Linked DNA regions of Mus musculus: regions 2, 3, 4, 5 and 6 are each linked to region 1. The links are chromatin contacts, called in public Hi-C, HiChIP or PLAC-seq and promoter capture Hi-C maps. All regions are on one chromosome and are shown on one strand. Each heading gives the region's core, a stretch centred on a gene start, on an enhancer-like site or on the middle of the called end of the contact. The rest is flanking DNA. Distances are from core to core; before and after follow the strand shown. Region 1 holds the start of Pofut2 (protein O-fucosyltransferase 2). Region 2 holds the start of Pcnt (pericentrin (kendrin)). Region 3 holds the start of Trappc10 (trafficking protein particle complex 10). Region 4 holds the start of Lss (lanosterol synthase). Region 5 holds the start of Pwp2 (PWP2 periodic tryptophan protein homolog (yeast)). Region 6 holds the start of Cfap410 (cilia and flagella associated protein 410).

Evidence for each region. Promoter capture Hi-C pulls out the DNA fragments that hold promoters and counts their contacts. Hi-C and Micro-C count contacts between places; a contact is called where the count stands out from the background. HiChIP or PLAC-seq counts read pairs in DNA pulled down with a chosen protein or histone mark.
Region 2: a contact with region 1 is called in an H3K27ac HiChIP or PLAC-seq map of extraembryonic endoderm stem cells, with 4 times the contacts expected there. The contact joins the promoter of Pcnt here to the promoter of Pofut2 in region 1. A contact is called at or near these places in 1 of 39 promoter capture datasets (erythroid cells), 2 of 484 Hi-C or Micro-C datasets (CD4 T cells and embryonic stem cells), 1 of 115 datasets of contacts at active chromatin or transcription factors (extraembryonic endoderm stem cells) and 1 of 9 other capture datasets (adipose tissue).
Region 3: a promoter capture Hi-C map of neutrophils shows a contact between it and region 1, with 4 times the contacts expected there. The contact joins the promoter of Trappc10 here to the promoter of Pofut2 in region 1. A contact is called at or near these places in 3 of 39 promoter capture datasets (liver, neutrophils and pre-B cells).
Region 4: a contact with region 1 is called in a Hi-C map of regulatory T cells, with 3 times the contacts expected there. The contact joins the promoter of Lss here to the promoter of Pofut2 in region 1. A contact is called at or near these places in 1 of 39 promoter capture datasets (liver), 4 of 484 Hi-C or Micro-C datasets (CD4 T cells, embryonic stem cells and regulatory T cells) and 2 of 115 datasets of contacts at active chromatin or transcription factors (astrocytes and embryonic stem cells).
Region 5: a contact with region 1 is called in a promoter capture Hi-C map of pre-B cells. The contact joins the promoter of Pwp2 here to the promoter of Pofut2 in region 1. A contact is called at or near these places in 2 of 39 promoter capture datasets (liver and pre-B cells) and 4 of 484 Hi-C or Micro-C datasets (CD4 T cells, CD8 T cells, memory CD8 T cells and 1 more).
Region 6: a contact with region 1 is called in an HNF4G HiChIP or PLAC-seq map of pancreatic cancer cells. The contact joins the promoter of Cfap410 here to the promoter of Pofut2 in region 1. A contact is called at or near these places in 2 of 39 promoter capture datasets (the C10 cell line and liver), 3 of 484 Hi-C or Micro-C datasets (CD4 T cells, CD8 T cells and regulatory T cells), 2 of 115 datasets of contacts at active chromatin or transcription factors (astrocytes and pancreatic cancer cells) and 2 of 9 other capture datasets (adipose tissue and liver).

The regions. Positions count from the first base shown.
Region 1 is chr10:77,257,149-77,260,667 of GRCm38.p6, forward strand. It overlaps Pofut2 (protein O-fucosyltransferase 2), which reads left to right and starts at 2,152. Exons shown (of 9, transcript NM_030262.3): 1 at 2,152-2,305; 2 at 3,426-3,519. The coding sequence starts at 2,175. Gm10941 (predicted gene 10941) reads right to left here and starts at 2,075. Exons shown (of 2, transcript NR_026944.1): 1 at 1,579-2,075; 2 at 617-838.
Region 2 is chr10:76,441,529-76,444,657 of GRCm38.p6, forward strand. It overlaps Pcnt (pericentrin (kendrin)), which reads right to left and starts at 1,384. Exons shown (of 42, transcript NM_008787.3): 1 at 1,037-1,384. The coding sequence starts at 1,090.
Region 3 is chr10:78,243,346-78,246,814 of GRCm38.p6, forward strand. It overlaps Trappc10 (trafficking protein particle complex 10), which reads right to left and starts at 1,300. Exons shown (of 23, transcript NM_001081055.2): 1 at 1,091-1,300. The coding sequence starts at 1,157.
Region 4 is chr10:76,529,842-76,533,310 of GRCm38.p6, forward strand. It overlaps Lss (lanosterol synthase), which reads left to right and starts at 1,764. Exons shown (of 22, transcript NM_146006.2): 1 at 1,764-1,833; 2 at 2,009-2,177. The coding sequence starts at 1,820.
Region 5 is chr10:78,183,870-78,186,931 of GRCm38.p6, forward strand. Pwp2 (PWP2 periodic tryptophan protein homolog (yeast)) reads right to left here and starts at 1,280. Exons shown (of 21, transcript NM_029546.2): 1 at 1,202-1,280; 2 at 189-301. The coding sequence starts at 1,219. It overlaps Trappc10 (trafficking protein particle complex 10), which reads right to left. Exons shown (of 23, transcript NM_001081055.2): 23 at 1,553-3,062.
Region 6 is chr10:77,977,240-77,980,264 of GRCm38.p6, forward strand. It overlaps Cfap410 (cilia and flagella associated protein 410), which reads left to right and starts at 1,411. Exons shown (of 7, transcript NM_026431.2): 1 at 1,411-1,542; 2 at 2,514-2,532. The coding sequence starts at 1,466.

The sequences.
Region 1 (3,519 bases), core at 902-3,401:
GTGTAGTCTCAGTTGCACGAGAAGCTGTAAGGCTCCGGGCACCTCCTTCTCCCTGTGTCCTGACTCAGACGATTTGACCAATCTGGGCAGGAGAGCTGCAGCTTTCTCTGCCAGCTTGGATTCAAGTCACAGTCCAAAACACTGAAAGAAACTTGTCCCACATAAAGTCAACAGCACCCCACGCCCCACCCTGGACCACAGGATACACCAGGAAGACCATCCTATACTTCTTGCTCTCTGCCTCAGGAGCACACTGCAGCTCTGCCCTCACTACTTGCTTGCTTGGCGCTTAGCATCACTGACATCCCAGCTGGCTCCTTCTTAGGATGATTTGGAGAATTCTCCAGGGCTACCTACCTCTCCTGCTGTGGCTCTTGGGGCAACTCCAGCCAGGATAAGCCAGAACAGACCAGGAACTGTCCATCAACAGAAACACTTGTCACTCCTACCAGCAGGATGTGGGGATCCTAGTTGTCCCACATCTTTACCAAGGGGCATCTCCCAAGCTCATCATGTTGCCACCCTAGCCTTTCCCGTGCCCATCATGTGTTCATTTGTTCTCCCCGCCCCACACACACACACATTGGGTCATCTACATCTTGAGGTACTCCTGAACTTTTTTTTTTAATTATTTATTTTATGTATGTGAGTACACTATCACTTTCTCCAGACACATCAGAAGAGGGTATGGGATGGTTATGAGCCACCATGTGGTTGCTGAGAATTGAACTCAAGACCTCTGGAAGAGCAGTCAGTGCTCTTAACCGCTGAGCCCTCTCTCCAGCTCCCAAGGTACTCCCGGACTTTAAAGATCTCTCCACGATTGGACACAAGTCCTCTGTTAGGGTAATTAAAAAAATTTATTAATTAAATGTAAGTATACTGTAGCTGTCTTCAGACACCCCCAGAAGAGGGCATCAGATCTCATTACAGATGGTTTTGAGCCACCATGTGGTTGCTGGGATTTGAACTTGGGACCTCCGGAAGAATAGTCAGTGCTCTTAACTGCTGAGCTATCTCTCCAGCCCCTGTTAGGGTAATTATTATAATCTGGGTGCTTTCTCCCAGGCTCTGTCTTTTCTTTTTCCTACCCCTGCCTTTCAAAGACTAGGTTTTGGGGCTGGAGACGTGGCTCAGTAGCTAAGAGCAATGACTGCTCTTCCAGAGGTCCTGAATTCAATTCCCAGCAACCATATGGAGTCTCACAACCATCTGTAATGGGATCTGATGCCCTCTTCTGGTGTGTCTGAGGACAGCCACAATGTACTCATATACATAAAATAAATCTTAAAAAAAAAAGACAAAGACTAGGTTTTACTTTTTGATGAAGCTCAACTATCTCTTTAATGCTATGCTTTCTGGCCACCTGTGACTCTCTTGTTTTTATCAGATATCCGACTGTTACAGCATACAGTAGTAGCGTGCAGAGTATGTGGCTGTCTGCTTCGGAATCTGTATGTAATACTAACTCCATCAGTTAACACCACTTCAATGGGGTCTGTACAAACACTTGGTTCTAGACACTTCCACTGCGATGCAACTTTTAAAAAAGAAAAAAAAAAAGCCACAGTCACTCACAAGTATTTTCAGGAAAGCTCAGAGCTCCGTGGGGCACCTGGTCCTCTGACTCCTAAGCTGCTCGCTGCTCCAGCGCTAGAGCCCTACACGGAACGGAGAGCACCTTCAGGTCCTGCATCCATCCCCACTCCTGGAGGCCAGTGCTCTGTCCTCTGGCTCTGTCCTGCAGGACCAGACCTGCGGCCAGCTCCGCCCACATCCCGGGACCGTACAACACCCGGCAACAGGAATGCCTGGCGTCGTGATGCTCAGCAAGTCCCGGATGAGACCAAGCGAATTCTCTCTGCCCTCGGGACAAATAGCGCACCTCGCAAAGCCGACGACTCTAAGACTCAACCGAGCCAGGCCACCGCAGCGCCCTCAGCTGAAAGTACAACCAGGAGAGCTTGGGAAGGGCGTGACTGCGCTGAGGACACGCCCATTCCCCAGGACCCACCCCTGGTCACGCCCACATACTCCTACTCAGACGAAGAGAGGCGCGTGCGCACCGTGGGTCTGGCCGCGTTGCCGTAGCTACTGGAGACGCGCTCCGTGGGGCGGACAGGCGCACTTCCGGACCGGGGCGCGGCAGCCGGAAGTGCGTGGCCGCCGGGGCCATGGCGGCGCTCAGCGTCGTCTGCCTGCTGCTGGCAGCGGCATCCTGGCGGCCGGTCTCGGCTTCAGGAGAAGAATTCTGGCCTGGCCAGTCGGCGGCGGACATCCTGTCGGGGGCGGCATCCCGCAGACGGTAAGCGCGTCCACGCCGGCCGGGCGGAGCGAGGCATCTGGGACAGGGTCAGCAGCGGGCTGGGGGCAGCGGGACCGGGGCTGCGCACGCAGGCTGCAGGAGCGAAGGCTGCGTGGCGAAGGTCGCCCTGGCCTTGGGCTGAGCTGGCCGTCTACTCCCGAGAGATCGCTACCAGAAGGTCCGGGAGCGTAGGTGGAGCCCGGCTCTGGCCACCTCAGGCACGCTGTCCCGAGGCCGATCTTAAGTTCCAGCGAGACAGAAGTTCGTGTGGGCTGTCGTGGAGATGGCGCTTCTTCCGCGGCCGCTCTTCCCCAAACTGGAGGGAGGGTAAACCAGGGGTCTGGTGCCGACAAACCCAGTGATGACGGGACTGAAGCCTGCCCGCGATTCCGTAGAAAGGAATCTTGCTTTGGCGAAGCCTTAAATAAAGTTTTAGAACCGTTTTCACGGAGGGAGATTCTTCGTCACTTTGACTTTCTCAGATGTCATTAGTGTACTGTGGAGTTTTTCCACCGGCCAGCCAACCGGACCTGTAATATCACAGTGAGGCTTAATCAGAATATTATCATCCTATCCTTTTCACTGTTTTTATTTTGAAAATGCATATTTTTCATTTAAAATAATCTTTGTTAATATAACGAGACTGTTGTTATTTTTCAGTGAATGGATGAATACTTCTAGCTTTAGCTTCCAACACAGGAACTGTCAGTAGATTTAATTTATAAACCAGATTTGTCCAACCTGTGCCCATTGACCACATACATCTCAGAATAGCGATGAATTATTGATGACAGACAGCGTCATGCCTCATTGTCAAAGGTTTGGCCCCCCCTGAGTAAACAACTGGCCTTTGGGCATCTCATTAATTTTGTTCAGACTGTGAAGGAGTCAAGGAGTCTTTGGATGAGACACTGTGGGAATGGCTGTGAAACCGATTCTCAGGCTCAGCCGCTGAGGTTCCGTTTACATTCTGATTTGTCAGAGAGTGTGAATCTGCTGTTGGCACTTATGAGCTCTGCTGGTCATTGTATAGTCACTGCCCTCTCTGTAAGCCGGGTGTGGGTGCCCCATGAAGATTCCCCACAGTTCACACACGGCCTATGTCTTGCTCCCTTCTCAGGTACCTCCTGTATGATGTCAACCCCCCAGAAGGCTTCAATCTCCGCAGGGATGTCTATATCCGGGTGGCATCCTTGCTGAAGACGCTGTTGAAG
Region 2 (3,129 bases), core at 134-2,633, 820 kb before region 1:
GCCGGCACCTGTAATCTGACATTGCTGTGCTCTCATTTCCTCTGTGTATTTTGCATGTTTTTTCGAAGTGGGTGCAGGGTGATAGTGGTGGTGGGGTTGTTGACACAAATGAAGAATTGCTGTTACTAGGCGAACCACAAAATCAACACAGCCCTTTCATGAAGGCTATAGCTATACTGTCCTGACAGTACAGGGTAGGGACACAGCCTCTGGTTCCACAGCCATGATAGCTGGCCAGAGATCCACTTCCAAAATGTTCGCACCTTCTCTTCCTCTGAATCCCCATCACCTTTCAAATAACTATCTTGCCAGGCAGTGGTCGTGCATGCCTTTAATCCCAGCACTTGGGAGGCAGAGGCAGGAGGATTTCTGAGTTCGAGGCCTGCCTGGTCTACCAAGTGAGTTCCAGGACAGCCAGGACTATACAGAGAAACCCTGTCTCGAAAAAAACAAAACAAAACAAAACAAAAAAACAAAACAACTATCTTAACAGCCACAAGTGTTCCCAGGGTAGAGTCTCAAACAAATTCAAAATCTGAGGCAGAAGGAGGTGAGAAGAGGACCCTCGGTAGTATGGCAGTTGTGGGGCCCGGCCAGAGAGCGAACAACGAAATACAACAACAGGACACCACTAGGGAGCAAAGTTCTTGGTTCCCTGGGAAAATAAAGTCTGAAGACGGTCTTTAAAAAGCCTTGGACAGTTTAGTCTCAGGAAAGTGCCTGAGCACCGGAAGCACAACAACTAAGAATGCTAGGTGACCAGGACCCGCCCATGGCGCTCGGGCCCACCTACAAGTCGTACGTCTCTGACGCTGATTGGCTGTGGGTGTAATAGGGCGGAGCGAGACAGAGGGCGCTGGATTCAAGATGGCGGCGCCTAGGAAGTGAATTCCGCAGAAGCGGCGGGAAGGACAAGCGCCCGGCAGTTCCCACTGCTCCACCGCCACCGCTTGTGTCAAGCGGCGGTCTGAGCACCGGAACCGCTTTAGGATTTCTTCCCCACCGCAAAGCTGAGAGAAGGATGCTACCGTCTAACCTTGGCTCTCCCAGCCTCCACCTTCCTGCGCCGCTGCTCCTGCTCGTCTTCCATCTCCACCTGGGCTCCCGGCGAGTCGCTCGGAGGTGACAGGGCGGCGGCGACACCGCCTTCGCTCTATTTACACTCCCTCCCTTCACCCACTCGCCTCCCCACCCCCCATACACACAACTGTCAGCTTCGCCCCGCCAATCCGGAGCCCCGTGTGGCCTTGCGCACGCGCGCTCCGCTGACGCTCCAAGGGCGGAGAGCCATCTCTCTGGTCCCCAATTGGTACGCCGACGCTCTCCACCCTCTTCATCCACGCCAATGAGCGAGGCGCGGCGTTCCCGGGGCTCGCGGGCGTTCGTCGACTGGGCGGCGGGAAGGTTTGGACAAACCGTTTTCCCGAGGCGGTGCTACCTATCGCCCTCTCCCGACAGGAGGAGGACTTACATACCAGCGGCTCTCCATGCCTCCGGTGCGCTCTGGGCACTCTCTCCCGCACTTTGCCAAAGTCGTTTTTTCTGTCGCGATGTGTTTCTGCGAACACTGGGGCATCCTCTAGGATCCACCAGCCCCCACTTTTGGTTCTCAGGTGCAGTCAACTGGGAGTCCTGCTTCCCTTCTTTGACCACTTCGGCCCCTCCTGAACACGGTCCCCTGTCTTCAATCCAAATCCAAAGAACAGAGTATAGCCAGAGTTACTCATTGAATGACACCTAAAACTTAGACCGCTGTCCCCAGTGGACCCCAGAGTTGCCACCCAGGGCCGTTTTGCATTCACGCACACGCTTCAATGTACAGAGTCGCTGTGTGTTCAGGCACCTGACTCTCACTCCATCCATCACCTCTACCAGGAAAGTCTTTCTGCCATAAGGAAATAAAGAAACTATGGTCCATTTGTAGTAAGAGGCGCGTTTAAAGCTCATCGGTGGATTACAGGAAATTAGGAGGATTGGGCCCTTGGATTCCCTAGCCGGCAGCAGGTTCTTTCTTGCCTAACATTTATTAATTTATCATTGGGTTGAAACGTTGCAGGCTGTTAACATGACTAACATAAAAGGAGAGGATCTGAGCTCCAGGATATATGTCAAGAGCTTTGCATCCTGCACGGATAGGATAGGGAAGCTGGAGAGAGGGTAATGCCTATAAGAATGAATCCTCCTGAAGAACTCAGTAGTGTGGAATTTGGGAACAGGGAAATGCCGTAAGGGCTATAAAACCTATTTTATACCAAATCTGCATGACAGCCGTTTTTGCCTTCTCTCTAGGCTGACACCCAACTTTACAAGATCCAAAAAATAAATTGTTTCACTTTCATGACTCAAAAGACTTCAAGCCTCTTAGGAAGTGTCTCTTGCACTGATGAAAACACTGAGTGGGTGGGGGTCCCTCTGGACAGACCTATCCTCTAGGATATGTTGGTCTCAGTCTTTGAGCCATGCAATATTTAAGGAATGTTTGAAGGGTGGTCGGTCATATTTTACATATCAAAACTTAAAGGACTGGAGAGATCAGCAGTTAAGAGCATTAGCTGCTCTTCCAGAGAACCCCCAGTTGATTCGCAGTACCCAATGGTGGCTCACAATTGTTACTCCAGTTCAGAGGATCTGATGCACACCTCTGGCTTCTGAGGGCACCAAAAACTCATGTGGCGCACATTGGTACCCATAAAATAATTTTTAAAGTATAAATAAATACCTAATAATATTTATTTCTTTGAACTATGAGTATGTTTGTGTCTCTGTGTGGAACTGGCAGGTATCCTTAGAGGTAAGAAGAGGGTGTTAAATGCCCTAAAGCTGGAGTTACAGGCAATTGTGCGTCAACAGATGTGGGTTCTGGGATCTAAATTACCCCCTCACTCACTAAGGAAATCCCTGCTTCGTATAGTGGCACGTGTCTTATACCCAGCACTGGAGAGGTGGGTCTCTGAGTTCAGGGCCAGCCAGGGCTAAAAAGAGAGACCCTATGTAAATATAAAATAAAAAGACTTGCTTGCTTAAAGCCCAATGTTAAGAAGACATTTTCTGCAGTGGGGTTCCCTTCTCTTAGAACCAGATGTGGGTTCTGGCATCTAAATTCTCTCAGACGACTATAACTTGTCCCAG
Region 3 (3,469 bases), core at 50-2,549, 990 kb after region 1:
GGATCAAGGAGCACCCGGGCAGGGCGGGGCAGCCTCCAGACCAGCTCTGCCACATCGGTCCACCTGCCTGCAGGTGAGGTTTGGCAAGCCTCTCAGTTGCCAAGCATTCTGGGAAGAAAAAAAAAAAAAAACAAAACACACACAACTAACTGCTGAACTATGCAAGTCTCCCAACTTTATGGGAGACACATCCATATCCCTGAGAAAGTTAATCTAGCAATAAAGAGATGTAAGTCTTTAAATATGAAATGTCTATGCGGTTACAGGAAGGAACTGGGAGGAGCCCATGTATCCAAGGGCCCAAAGGAGAAAACAGAGCAGGGTGTGCTGGAGACCTTGGGAACCCTGGGGCCTAGCACCAGGTTTTGCAAATATGCTTCCTGTTTAGAAAAAAGTAAATTCATAAGGTCAAGCACATACTGAACTGCCAACAGCCACGTATCACACCTGTCCTTTGAGAGACAGCACCGCAAAGCTGTCAAAATGTTAACCAACCCGTCCACACTTCCCATGAGTCCATAGTTTGCAAAACTACTCCGTTCTGAAATTATGCTTTAAAATGAGGGTTTTCTTTTTCTGTAGCAGAGAAACCAATCTTTGTGTGTGAGTGTGTGTGTGTGTGTGTGTGTGTGTGTGTGTGCATTCAGTGGGAGAAGGAACAAGTGCGGAAGGGGATGTCCGAGCGGGAACTCGCTGGTGGAGCAGCTCTGGAAAGTGCCTATAAGCACAGGATGATTGGACCAGACAGAGCTGGGTTCCTTCCTAAGCCTGGCCGGCCACCTGCCACTCCGGCTTGACAGTCACTAGAGGAAGAGCACCTGCGCTCTGCGGAGAGCTGGGCCTGCCCACCGGACTGCGGTCAGCGCGCAGGAGAGCCGACCCACGGGGAAGGCCGGCCCGATCCCTAGCAGCACTGACAGTACAGAACGAGCTGCTCCGGAGACCGCCCAGGTCAGGACCCAAAGCTTGGCGTCGGCTGCACAGCGGGTCGGAGGTCACCCGCGGAAAGGTCGGAGGTCGGCTGTGTCCGCGTAGATGGGAGCTGCCAAGCCCGGCCGCGCCCCCCGCCCGCCCGCCCCGCCGCACTTACAGGTGACGATGGGCTTGTTCTCCATGGTGTAGACCACCGGTGGCTGTGGCTCCTCAGGGGCGTCCATGGGCGTCCGGCGTCACCGGCCCGGCCCCCCGCCCGCCATGGGCACCCGAGGCAGCGCGGGGCCCGCTGAGCCCGCGCCTCCTCGCCGCCGGCCCCCGGCAGCTCCTAGCCGGCCGCCCGCCGCCGCCGGCCGCGTCCACTTCCGGCCCCGGCGCCGCCGCGTGACCACTTCCGGGGCGCGCGACTTAAAGGGGCGGGCCTCGCCGCCGAATGCCCTCCTACGAAAAAGGCCGCGTGCCGGGCCGCCCGGCGGTGCAGGGCGGGGCCGCTGTAGCTGTCAATAGCGGGAGCCGCCTCTGCCTCGGTTCTCAGGCAGCTGCAGAGGACAGAGGGCGGCGCACGTGCCTGAGCTCCTTGACCCCACCTTCTCAATGCCCAAGCTTGGTGACCCTTGCTTGGTCTCATCAGACCTGTCTAAACTGGATTCTCCTCGGCTTCGCACCTGCAGATGCTCCCTTACCCTCATCCTCGCTTCTACCCTGTGTGCCCCCACGTCACGTCTGGCGGAATTCCCGTTATCTCCGAGGGAGCTTCCTCCTTTCCGGCTTCTGCAGGATGCCTTGGGTCGGTTTTTACATCTGGGCGAGCTCAACTGTGCAGTGCCAAGCTGAGTCTCTGCTTGCCTGTTAACACGGACTTGCCAAGTGTGCTGACTCAAAGCGAGGCAAGATCGAAAGTGTTCCACCCACCCCGTACAACTCCATGTGCACCCGCTGGCACGCCAGCTTCCCACTGTCCTTTCTGGTTTTGTGAGGTTTTTGTTTGATTGGTTGATTAGGTGGTTTTACTCGTATGAACCACCACATAGGTCGTTTCCACCTGCGTCAGCCTTCAGCACTCTTTCCCTTGGCTCCCAGAATGCTCCCTATGTCCCACCTTCATCAGTACTGGTCACCTATAGCTGGTACTGCTTTGAAGCCGCTAGGTATTGTGAATGTCGCAAAATCAAATATTGCTTTGAACTGAACTCGGCGCAAGTAAAGCAGGTCTATGGGAGCTTTTGCAAATGGGATTCAGTGTGCAAATGGAATGTCTGAGCATGACTTGACTGTTGGGGAGCATGTTGGTTTGGGCTTTCAGGCAACTGATTAGGGCAGTTGAAGCAGGTGGAGACTGCCAGGCACAGGGGTTCTCAACCTGTGGGTCCCGAGCCTTTTGGCAAACCTCTAGCTCCAAAAAAAATATTTACATTATGACCCATAACAGTAGCAAAATTACAGTTTATGAAGTAGTAACAAACTATTTTTATTTATGTAATAATTTTATTTTTACTTCTTTAATATATTTATTTTGTTTATTTAATATTTTTCTCTAATATTTTTATTTTTATTTATTTAATTTTTAGTTTATTTATTTAATTTTTATTCATTATTTAATATTTTATTTTTATTTACTTAATATTTATTTTTTATTTAGGAGGGTCACAGCATTAGAAAGGTTCAGAACCACTGGCCTAGAGAGAGCACAGCAAAGCAAGAATAGGGGTCCAAAGCCTCCGTGGACGTGCCAAAGGTTTTTCACCCCATCCAGCTAAGCGTTTGTGAGATGTCAGCACAAAGAACGAAGCTCTCACCTCAAATGGAATAAGAGATGGTGTGCTTCGGAGCCAAATTTGAGTGCCCGCCACCCAGGGGACAAGGATTTTGAGGAATCCTCTGAGGCCTCCTGAGTGGGTAACCCCAGGTTTCGTGATCCCACATGGAAGCACTTGAAGCTTTATAGTTGCAGAACATAAAAAGTCATAAATCAAGACAATTTAAAATACATTGGTGAGTACGTCAGAGAGGCTGTTATAGCTAGAAGGTGGACTCTCTCCTGTTGGCCTCAAATACCATTCTTAGCTTTGGAGGTGGGAAAGCTAGTTGTGATGGTTTCTATACACTTGGGCCAGGAACAAGGGGTGGCACTATTAGCACATGTGACCTTGTTGAAGTAGGCCTGTTACTGTGGGTGTGGGCCTTCACCCTATCTACCTGGAAGTCAGTCTTCCACTAGCAGCATTCAGATGAAGATGTAAAACTCTCAGCTCCTCCTGCACCATGCCTGTCTAGATGCTGCCATGCTCCCACCTTGATGATAACAGACTGGACCTCTGAACCTATAAGCCAGCCTCAGTTAAATGTTGTCCTTTATAAGATTTGCCTTGGTCATGGTGTCTGTTCACAGCAGTAAAACCCTAGCTAAGACACTAGTGGTCTGCAAAGTTAATAGATTCCAACACTTTTTTTTTAATCTATTAGTCACAGAGTGTTAGTTCTGACACTGGGGTGGGCAATGAATGGATATTTAGGGGCTGACACTAGGCTATCATAA
Region 4 (3,469 bases), core at 514-3,013, 730 kb before region 1:
GGCATCGTTTTTTGGGTCTTCTTATTGGCATACTGTGCTTACATGGTTCTTGGTGGGTCAGCTCCCAAAGGCTTCAGTTGTTCGCTTGGCTTAGAAGCTGAGACATGTGTAAGGGAAAAGCAGTCATTATGAAGCAGTTAGCCAGCCCTGTTCAAACTGACTTTTTTTTTTTTTTTTTTGGCTTTTTTGTTTTTGTTTTTGTTTTTCGAGACAGGGTTTCTCTGTATAGCCCTGGCTGTCCTGGAACTCACTTTTGTAGACCAGGCTGGCCTTGAACTCAGAAATCTGCCTGCCTCTGCCTCTGGAGTGCTGGGATTAAAGGCGTGTGCCACCACGCCCAGCTCAAACTGACTTTTCTATTGTGAATTTTAAAAACTTAATGTGTACGGGTGTTTTAACCAGCATGTATGTACTTACATCTCACACATGCCTGGTGACTGAGGAGGTCAGAAAATGGCATTAGATTCCTTAAAACTGAAGTTATAGATGGCTGTGAGTCACCATGTGGGTGCTATAAACCAATTCCAGGTCCTCTGAATGAGCAGCAAGTGCTCTTACGCACTGGACTTAAGTATTGGCCTCCAGTCCCCAAATCAATAGTCTGAGGCAAGGCTCAGTTAAAATGCCTTGTCTTATATCTTTACAAGTTTCTAAACTGGGCAAAGAAGAGGTTAGTGTTCTTGACTAGCCATCTAAAATTCCGATTTTCCATCTAGGGAAGGTGTGTGAGTGTTCTTTGCCTCTTACTTCTTCCTTCTCTGATTTGTGGTTCATGGCCCCTTCCTTGGCAGCGTTTTGAGGGCTAGGTGCAGGGAGGCTATCGGGTTTGGGTAGTTGTAAGTAAGTCGGCACTCTGTAGGACACACTGTACCGCTGGGAGTTCTTGGAATTATATTTTTCTGATCTCTGGTCGTCATTCCTGCATGCCAGCAATGCTTCTCAAATACTATCTGTTCAAATGTTCTTCATTGCACGTCTCTACTAGATTCTGCCGGCATACCACAGGCTTTCCTGCTTCCCTCTCTACTGTCAAACATAATCAAGGCTTTTCCCCCTTTAACTTGTAGGACTCCAAGCTCCAGGTATCCTGAGAGTAGTGCTGTGGCTAGGGAAGTGGAACTCTACCTGCTAATGGGAGTCAGGACACAGCCCTCTGCACACTCTGCAGCTGCTCCCTGTGAGGAGCCTGTGCCCGCTTTCTGAGAACACTACTCTGACCCTCTTCCCAACTACGTGTCATCATAGTTTCCTCCTCCCTTCACTCGGGTCAAGGCCCCTGCCCCATGATGGTCCATGTGGTGCCTCGGATCAACGCTAGTTTCACCTCAGGTCACTCATGCCTCTTCCGTACTTCTGAAGCACTCGTGGTTTCCGCGGCCTCTTTCCTGCATGTCGGAGGGGCCATTTTTCACCAACCCTGTAGGTATCCCGGCTCAGAACACCCAGACCAGAAGTCCAAGGCTGTCATCAATAAGGATCTAGAGGGGCCGGCCCCGCCCCCCATCCCGCCCCGCCCCTCCAACGGGCCTGCCCCTCCCACAGGCCGTCCTCGCCCACAGGCCGGCCTCTTTCATAGGCCCCGCCTCCAAAGCGCTTCCCGCCCCGCAGCCACGCCCCCTGGTGCCCTCGCGGCGTCGGGCGGCCCTGCGCCCAGCCACTGTGGTCGCGGTGCGTCTCTCGTGCCCACCTGGTGATGCTCTGATTGGCCGAGCTCGCATCGGCCCACCCAGTAGTTCCGGTCGGCCGAGGCTCGCGCCTGCGCAGTGCACTAGGCTGTCAGGTAAAGGGCTGGCAAGCGGTGGCAGAGAGTAGTGCTGTCATGACTGAGGGCACGTGAGTCGCGGACCCTGGGCTTCCCGCGGGTGTTGCGAGGGACGCGGCAGGGCGGTGGCAGGGAAGGTGTCTGGACAGCAGGGTGGCATGGCTGGTGGCTCTGCATGCCTGGATTGCAGGCATCCCACCTGGGCGGAGTCTAAGGAAGGCTGCTTCCTCTCGCTGGTCCCCTCAGGTGTCTGCGGCGTCGTGGGGGACCCTATAAAACTGAGCCCGCCACCGATCTCACCCGCTGGCGGCTCCAGAATGAGTTGGGTCGGCAGAGATGGACTTATTATCAAGCGGAGGACGACCCTGGTCGAGAGCAGACCGGGCTAGAGGCCCACTCTTTGGGACTGGACACAGTAAGTGATGTGATTCTGAAAGCACCATTCCATCCCAAGACTGGAAGCCATCACTGATCAGCCTACACCGTGCCTTCCTGAGCCAGAGCTCTGAAACAGTGGAGAGCCTTATTTAAAAAACAGGCAACCAGCCAGTAATATATGCATATGTGTAAACCAATGTATATGTGGGTATAGTGTGATATGAGGAAAAGCTGACTATAAGAGGATCAGGAAAGTTCACAAGTTATGTAAGAAGATGTAAAGCTAGTTGCTTTTCTAGTTCTAACTCTGTCATGGGCTTTGTGGTTTGGGCAATAGATTAATGCATAAAATATAGTGGGTACTGAAAGTGCATCATTTTATGGAAAGTTTCACAGTCTCCCTTTTCAAATGCCAAGGTCATTAAGTTGAGTAGACTTTGTGTTTGGTTAATTTTGGTGTGCGATGTTTTTATTAATTTGCAGGTTTCTTTTTATTTTAATAATAAGGCTTATAATTTTTTGTTTTTTAAAACAGATATGAACCTGGGCCCGGCAGGCATACCTGTAATCCTAGCCGCTGAGTAGGCTGTGACAAGGATAAAGTTTAAGATCTGCCTGGGCAGCTGAGTAGAGCTTGTCTCAGAAAATAAAGAGGCTGGGCATGGTAGTGCTGGTCTTTAATCCCGGCACCCAGGAGGCAGAGGCAGGCAGATCTTTGTGAGTTTGAGGCCAGCCTGGTCTACAGAGCAAGTTCTAGGCCAGCCAGGTCTACGTAGTGTGACCCTATCTCAAAAATGATAACAAATAAATAAAGAAGAGGGCTGCTGATGTGGGTCAGTGTTTGTGAGTGTTTGCCTCAATTCAATCTAAACAACAAAAAGTGTGGTACCTCCTTCCGGAGACAGGAGTAGAAGCAACCCTCGTTATTTAAGTCCCTCCACCTCAGAGACCTGTGGAAGAAGTTGCCCTAATTTGGTTTCATTTTGAGCATTCCACTTTGATATTTAACTTTTGATTTGCAGGAGAATTACAAAGATGGGTGTGATTTTTGTTTGGATCCACAAGATGAAATACTTAGGACCTGATTTTCTGGTTGTGTGTGTTGGTGCATGGATGATGGACAGCTAATCATGGAGCAGTTAGTTAGCTCACAGGCTTCCTGTGAGTCTTGGCCATCCGCTGGGAAGATCTCTCTCTGAGCAACGCCTATGCTATTGTGTGGGTCCTTTGTGAAAGAGTCCCAGTATCAGTTGGGCATCAGTACCCTGCCTTCCCTGTGGTCTGTGCTGGGCTTAGTTAAGACATGAAGTTTTGAAGAGATTTATAGAT
Region 5 (3,062 bases), core at 30-2,529, 930 kb after region 1:
GACTTTTCCTTTCCCTTTAAGAGTAATGCTGGTGTTCTAGATACTAGAATGAAAAACGAGGACCTCAGCAGGCAACTCTACCATGACCTGTGTCCTCCTAAATCCAGTAGTCCTGCAAGCCACAAAGAGGATGGCTAGCCTTCACACGGAGGATAACGTCCCTGCTAACATTGTCTCCCCATACTTACTTCTTAAGGTCAAACACAGTGACTCTATTTCCCACGGGGCTGATAACAGAATTTCCATCATGTGTGAAATTTAAGTTTCCACACCGATAAACCGTACCCAACAAATTCGAGAACTGCAAAGGAAATGAATCAGTTTTAACACAGAGAACACAGCGTCAGCTCTCTGAAATGGTGATGAGAGGCATCTGGGCATAGGTAGTAAAGTACCTGACCATAGGTGTGTCCTGCCCCTGGGCAGAGGAGGAACCCAACTTAATTCTCAGGAGCCCAGGGTTCCCTTGAATGGTACTATACTCCCAAGACAGGAAGCATTTGCCAGGCACAGAAGGGCACAGGATCTCCATTCTAAGAGAAGCTGCTTCAGTGAACAGGGCTGCAGGAGATGCTCACCACGCCCACCGTGCTAAGTATCAGTGCCCCGGTGTATCCATTCAGTTATCAAAGGCAAGCATCTCCATCCAGCAGACACAGCTGGGTGTAGAGACCCGAGCCTTGTGTTCTATGTCCACATAGAAACGGCACATAGGCAATTGGACAGATGTCCAAACACTGCAAAGCCCAGCAGAGCAGTAGGGTAGTTGCTTACTGGGATTGCCTGGGCTAACTAAGGCAGGAGTCGATCTGGGGTGTAGGTGGGCAGCTATGCAACGAGATAACACCAGGCAGAGCTAGGCTCCTAAGAGGTATGATCAGCAGAGGAGCGCTGTCGAGACTGCTCCAAGAACTGGCGGCCCTGTAGAGAGCTGGGTGTTGCTTGAAGTTTGTTGTTAAGAGCCTTTCAGCAGCTATTGCTGTGTTGTCTGGCAAGAGGAGTTTGGACAGGGCTGGGTACAGCCCGAGACCTGTTGGGTAGGAGCCCGGAGCTCCTGGTATAAACCAGGAGCAATAGATTGCGATGGGTCGACCCACTAGTGCTTCCCACAGGCAGCCGAGATGACAACGACCTCGGTCTCTCCCGCGTCCTCGGAACCTTCCATCGCCCTCCCGTTGCCCCTGCCCGGCCCGCCGCTCACCCGGTAAGCGAATTTCATCCTGGAACCACACGTGGGGTACCGTACTGCAACCACTTCCGGAATACAAACAATCTCCGGCGCTTAAAACGCGCACTTCCGGGGCGGAGCCGCAACCCTAGTGTCCTGGGAAGCCCCGCCCGTCCCTCCCTCACCCCCACTCCCGCCACCACCCTGCCTCTACGCAGGCGCTGCGTAGCGGTGAACTAGCTGAGACCGCTAGGACGGTGGAGAATGGAGCTAAGTTCTAGGTCTCCATGCAGAGCCCAGTCCGGAGCTGAGAAAGCGAGCAAATCGTCACACACTCGCCTGTAACCGTGCAAAACAAAAACAAAAACCCAAGTTCAAACGGAGTTTCTTCTTAAAACGTGTATTTTTAGAATTTTAATGCTTACACTTTAAACGATCTTAGTACAGCGGCCTTACTCTGACATTATGTTACAGAACACTGTGAAAATGGAACCAACGCCTGCAGTGTCAAGGTGCGGCCGTCACCTTTCCTAGACCCCATCCCAGAGAACAAGAGCTGCCAACTCTCTTACAGAGAAAGGTGTCTTCATGAGAAATAACAGAACTACCAACATTTTAGATCTCCCCTTTGTTTTATTCTTAATATATATAATTAGAAAACCGTAGAGAACTCAGAAATATGAAACTCAGGGGGTGGGCGGTGAACTCAAGAGCCAGACTCCACTCTAAAGGACTACACACGGATGCGGGAGGCTAGCAGTGCCGGGTGGAAGCTTTTCTGCCAGGATCAAGTCTCAAAGACCTCCCCACACATGGACTTGACATCTGCAGGCCAACTGTCAAAGGTTTACCGAAAACAGAGTTCAGAGGGCTGTAGACATTCAGTAAGTACCAAGTTCTAATTTGCATACCCAGCTCCCCAAGTTTATTAGTTTTAAACTGCACATAAAATAGGTTTTCAGAGGGTTTTAAATAAATGTTTGTTTTTTTTTTGTTTTTTTTTTTTTTAAGGTTTATGTGAGTACACTGCCACTGTCTTCAGACACACTAGAAGAGGGCATCAGATCCCATTACATATGGTTATGAGCCACCATGTGGTTGCTGGGATTTGAACTCAGGACCTCTGGTAGAGCAGCCAATGCTCTTAACCACTGAGCCATCTCTCCAGCCCCAGTGTTTATTTTCTTTAAGCATTCCTCCAATTCCTGCAAATGAAAACCACTTGGTGGTGGTGTGTTGTGGGCGTCGTACTATCCTTTATTTACTGGCTGAGTTAAAAGCAAATACCCTGGGGCTGGAGAGATGGCTTAGCAGTTAAGAGCACTGAGTACTCTTCTGAAGGTCCTGAGTTCAAATCCCAGCAACCACATGGTGGCTCACAACCATCCGTAATGGGATCTGATGCCCTCTTCTGGAGTGTCTGAAGACAGCGACAGTGTACTTACATATAATAAATAAACAAATCTTAAAAAAAAAAAAAAGCAAATACACTGAATACTGAAAGTGTTGGCTTGGTTCTCCTGGTTCTCTCTGTGCCCCTGACTCTGGGCCCAAACATGGTCCCCAGGGGGCAGCGACTCCTGAAGAGGGCTCCCTCCTCTCCCAGCTTTCTACCTCAGGTCCCACTCACAGACACCACGCCAATAAGCCCAGAGCACTCTATCTCCTATATACAAAAATACATCACTTTGGAGGACTGAGAACGTTTAATACATACAGCATCTATTTACAATCTATGACTTCCACACCAGTAAAAACAAACACACATTTATTTTGTCCTTGATTTTTGGTGCAACTTATACACAAACATTACATCAGTTAGTCTGTACTCTTAAAAATAATAAATCAACAATATGTACAATCAAATTTACAACCAAAAGTAAATGAACCCGTT
Region 6 (3,025 bases), core at 161-2,660, 720 kb after region 1:
CGTGGCTGAACTGAGCCTATAAAATTCTTCCCACCACACTGGTGGCTAAGCTGTATCTCTCAGCTCAGGCCTTATTGTTCCTGATGGTAATGAATGGCCCGCCAGAGGCTAAATCTTCAGCGTCCGCTCTCTTTCCACTGTGGGTTCCAGGGTGCAAACTATGGTTTTTAGGTTTGTGCGTCCAGTACTGTTACCTACTGAACCATTTCACTTGTTTTTGGTAAAGGCAGACCAGGGTGGTCAGACAGACAATAGAGCCCTAGAATACTTCATCAAGGGCAGTTTATTACCTAAAGGGCCTGAAGTACCCAGTGCCTGTCCCGGTGTAATCTGTAGGATAGAAAAAGATATGAAGATTTCAACCTACAATCTTTCGTTTTGTTTTCTTCTGGAGATCTGTTTTCTCCAGAAGAAAACAAAACAAAAATTCATTTGTGATTACTTAAAATGCACACTGACAACCACAGGCACAGTACTGACTTTCAAAAACATAACGTCTATTTTCTATTTGTTTGTTTGTTTGTTTGTTTTTAAGGTTTTTGTTTTGTTCGTTTTGTTTTTCTACATATGAGTGTTATGCTTGCATGTGTGTGCAACCCAAGTGACCTGTCTGGTGCGCAAGGAGGCCAAAAGAGGGGCATTGAGTCCCCTGGAACTAGAGTTACATAAGGTTGTGATCCGGCCATATGAGTGCCCTGGAAAAGCAGCCAGCGCTCTTAACTGTTTCTTCAGTCCCTCCCCAAGCCCCCACTACTCGGCTTTGTCTTTTGAGATAATGTCTGTATGAGCCAGTCTTGCCAGAAACTGGCTCAGGCAATCCTCCTGCCTCAGCCTCTGAGTGCATCAATTACAAGTGTCAGTCATCGTCTGGTTGTGGATTAGCTGTTATGTAACACAAATCCCCGATTTGGGGTCAAGCAGAAATGGGTGAGGGCTCAGTGGTGACCAGGGCCATGGCAGGGATTAGGATCCGGAGCAAGCATGCCAGGAGGGTTTCTGCTGGCATCCACTACGAGGACTCTGTCACCCTTCCCGACTCGACCTTTTCTGTCCTCGATGTCTCCGAGACCAGCCAGGCGTCCCGAGTCCCTCACACACCGGCGCCTTTCTCACCCAAGCCAGCCCATCTCAGACTCTTGCACACTGGAATCCTAAGGGCCGCCCTTCCCGCGCACGCAAACACGGGATGCAGAGACCAGCGGTCCCCAGGCAGCAAAGCCCGGAGCCTCGTGCATGCGCAGGACCGGCGGGCCGCCAAAGGGGCGGGGCGGAATCGCGTATCACGGAAGTCGGGCCGTCCCGCTTCGCCGGCGCGCTTCCGCCCTCTCGCCTGACTGCCAATGGGACCTCAGGCTCCGCCCCTAGAAACGCGGGCCCCGCCCCTGGAGACGCGCCGCTGCGCAGGCCTCTCCCGCTAGCCGAGTGTACAGCGGAGGGCGGCCGGGCCCGCGGCCCTGTGGCCACCATGAAGCTGACACGAAAGATGGTCCTGTCCCGAGCCAAGGCTTCGGAGCTGCACAACGTGCGGAAGCTCAACTGCTGGTGAGGCCGGCCAGGAGCGGGAGGAAGCAGAGGCCGCGCTGAGCGCCTGCTACCCCAGGCTAGCTAGGTTGCAGGCTCACTCTGAGGCCAGTGCTTCAGAGGAGTGCGGCCCTCGCAGGATAACTAGAATTTCCCTCTAGTGTTGCTGAGGGCTTTTCGCTAACCCTCTGTGTCTGTGTCTGGTATCTGAAGACAGAGGTGCTTAGTGGCATGTCTACAGGGAGAGACTGAGGTTGTAAAGTCATGATCCGGTGCTGGAGAGGGTGACCTGGTATGAGTGACAGCCTAGACCTTAGATGCTATTATATGGATGCACTCTAAGTTGCATGGCTGAGTCACACTAATACTGAAAGCCCCGGGCTTCTGGAGGAGTTTGTATCTGGCGTGTGGAAGAGCTACAGGTGTCTCTGGGGACTGGGGTGGGATGCTGTGGCCAGAGCATTTAGCAGTGGCAGAGCAAGTGCAGACCCCTGCTTCTAGTAATGGTCAGTGGGCTACTGGAAAGAGTGAGCTTTGTTAATTAAAAGCCTTTCCCTGCCCTGGCACATCTGGTGTTGGGGCCACAGTCCTCCCTGTCCTGGGTTTTCAATAATGCCTTTCTTTGTCGAGCCAGCGAGCACATCAGGGCTTCCTCTGTGCAAGCAGAAACAACACACATTGCAGGCCCGTGAAGTTTGCTTCAGAAGTTGCATGACCGGCCTTTGAGCTTGGCCTCTTATGAAGATCCCTTTGTTTATGTGTGTGACTGGAAAGAGCTTTCTGCTATGGGAGCCTGAGAGGAGAAAACTGTGTACCCCCATGCACCAAGCAGGGAGTATTGGCAGAAACCAACCTCACCCTTATTTGGGCAACCAGCCTTCCTTACTGTTCCGAATGTAGAATCTTTAGATTTATAGACAATTGCCATTTCTTTGGGGATTTTTAAAATATTTTCATTCAACAAATTAAAGTCTATTTCTTTTCTTCTCCAGGGGCAGCCAGCTCACAGATGTAAGCTCTGCCTTGATTGTATCTTCTTCCGGATGCCCCTTCCCCCAGAAGAATAGCTAAAGTTACAGAACTGTGATCTTCAGCTCAGTGCCGTGTCACTTGCTAGACCTGCACAGAGGAAAACAGAGTCAAAGCTCTGCCTTGAGAGGAGTCCCTGGTGGTGATTTCCCTCAAGGACATCAACAGGGGCACTCTGCATGGCCTTCCTCAGCTTCAGGAGGCGACACCCCAACCCCACCCGAAATGACAGGCAGCTGGGACTGTGGAGCCCACAGCCCAGGTCTGATCCACAGATCTGATGGTGTGTCGTGGCCAAACTTAACTGCAGTTCTGTCTGCCTTGAGCCCAGAACCATTGGCAAGGAGAGTGTCTGTCCTTTCTTTGTGCCTCAGGGGCAGCAAGGAGAAAGGGTTGTGTATCTGTCTCAGGGTGGGAAACCACAAGATCCTTGGCCAGGCGTCCTCAGAGGGTATTGACTGTAATGATGTTCTGT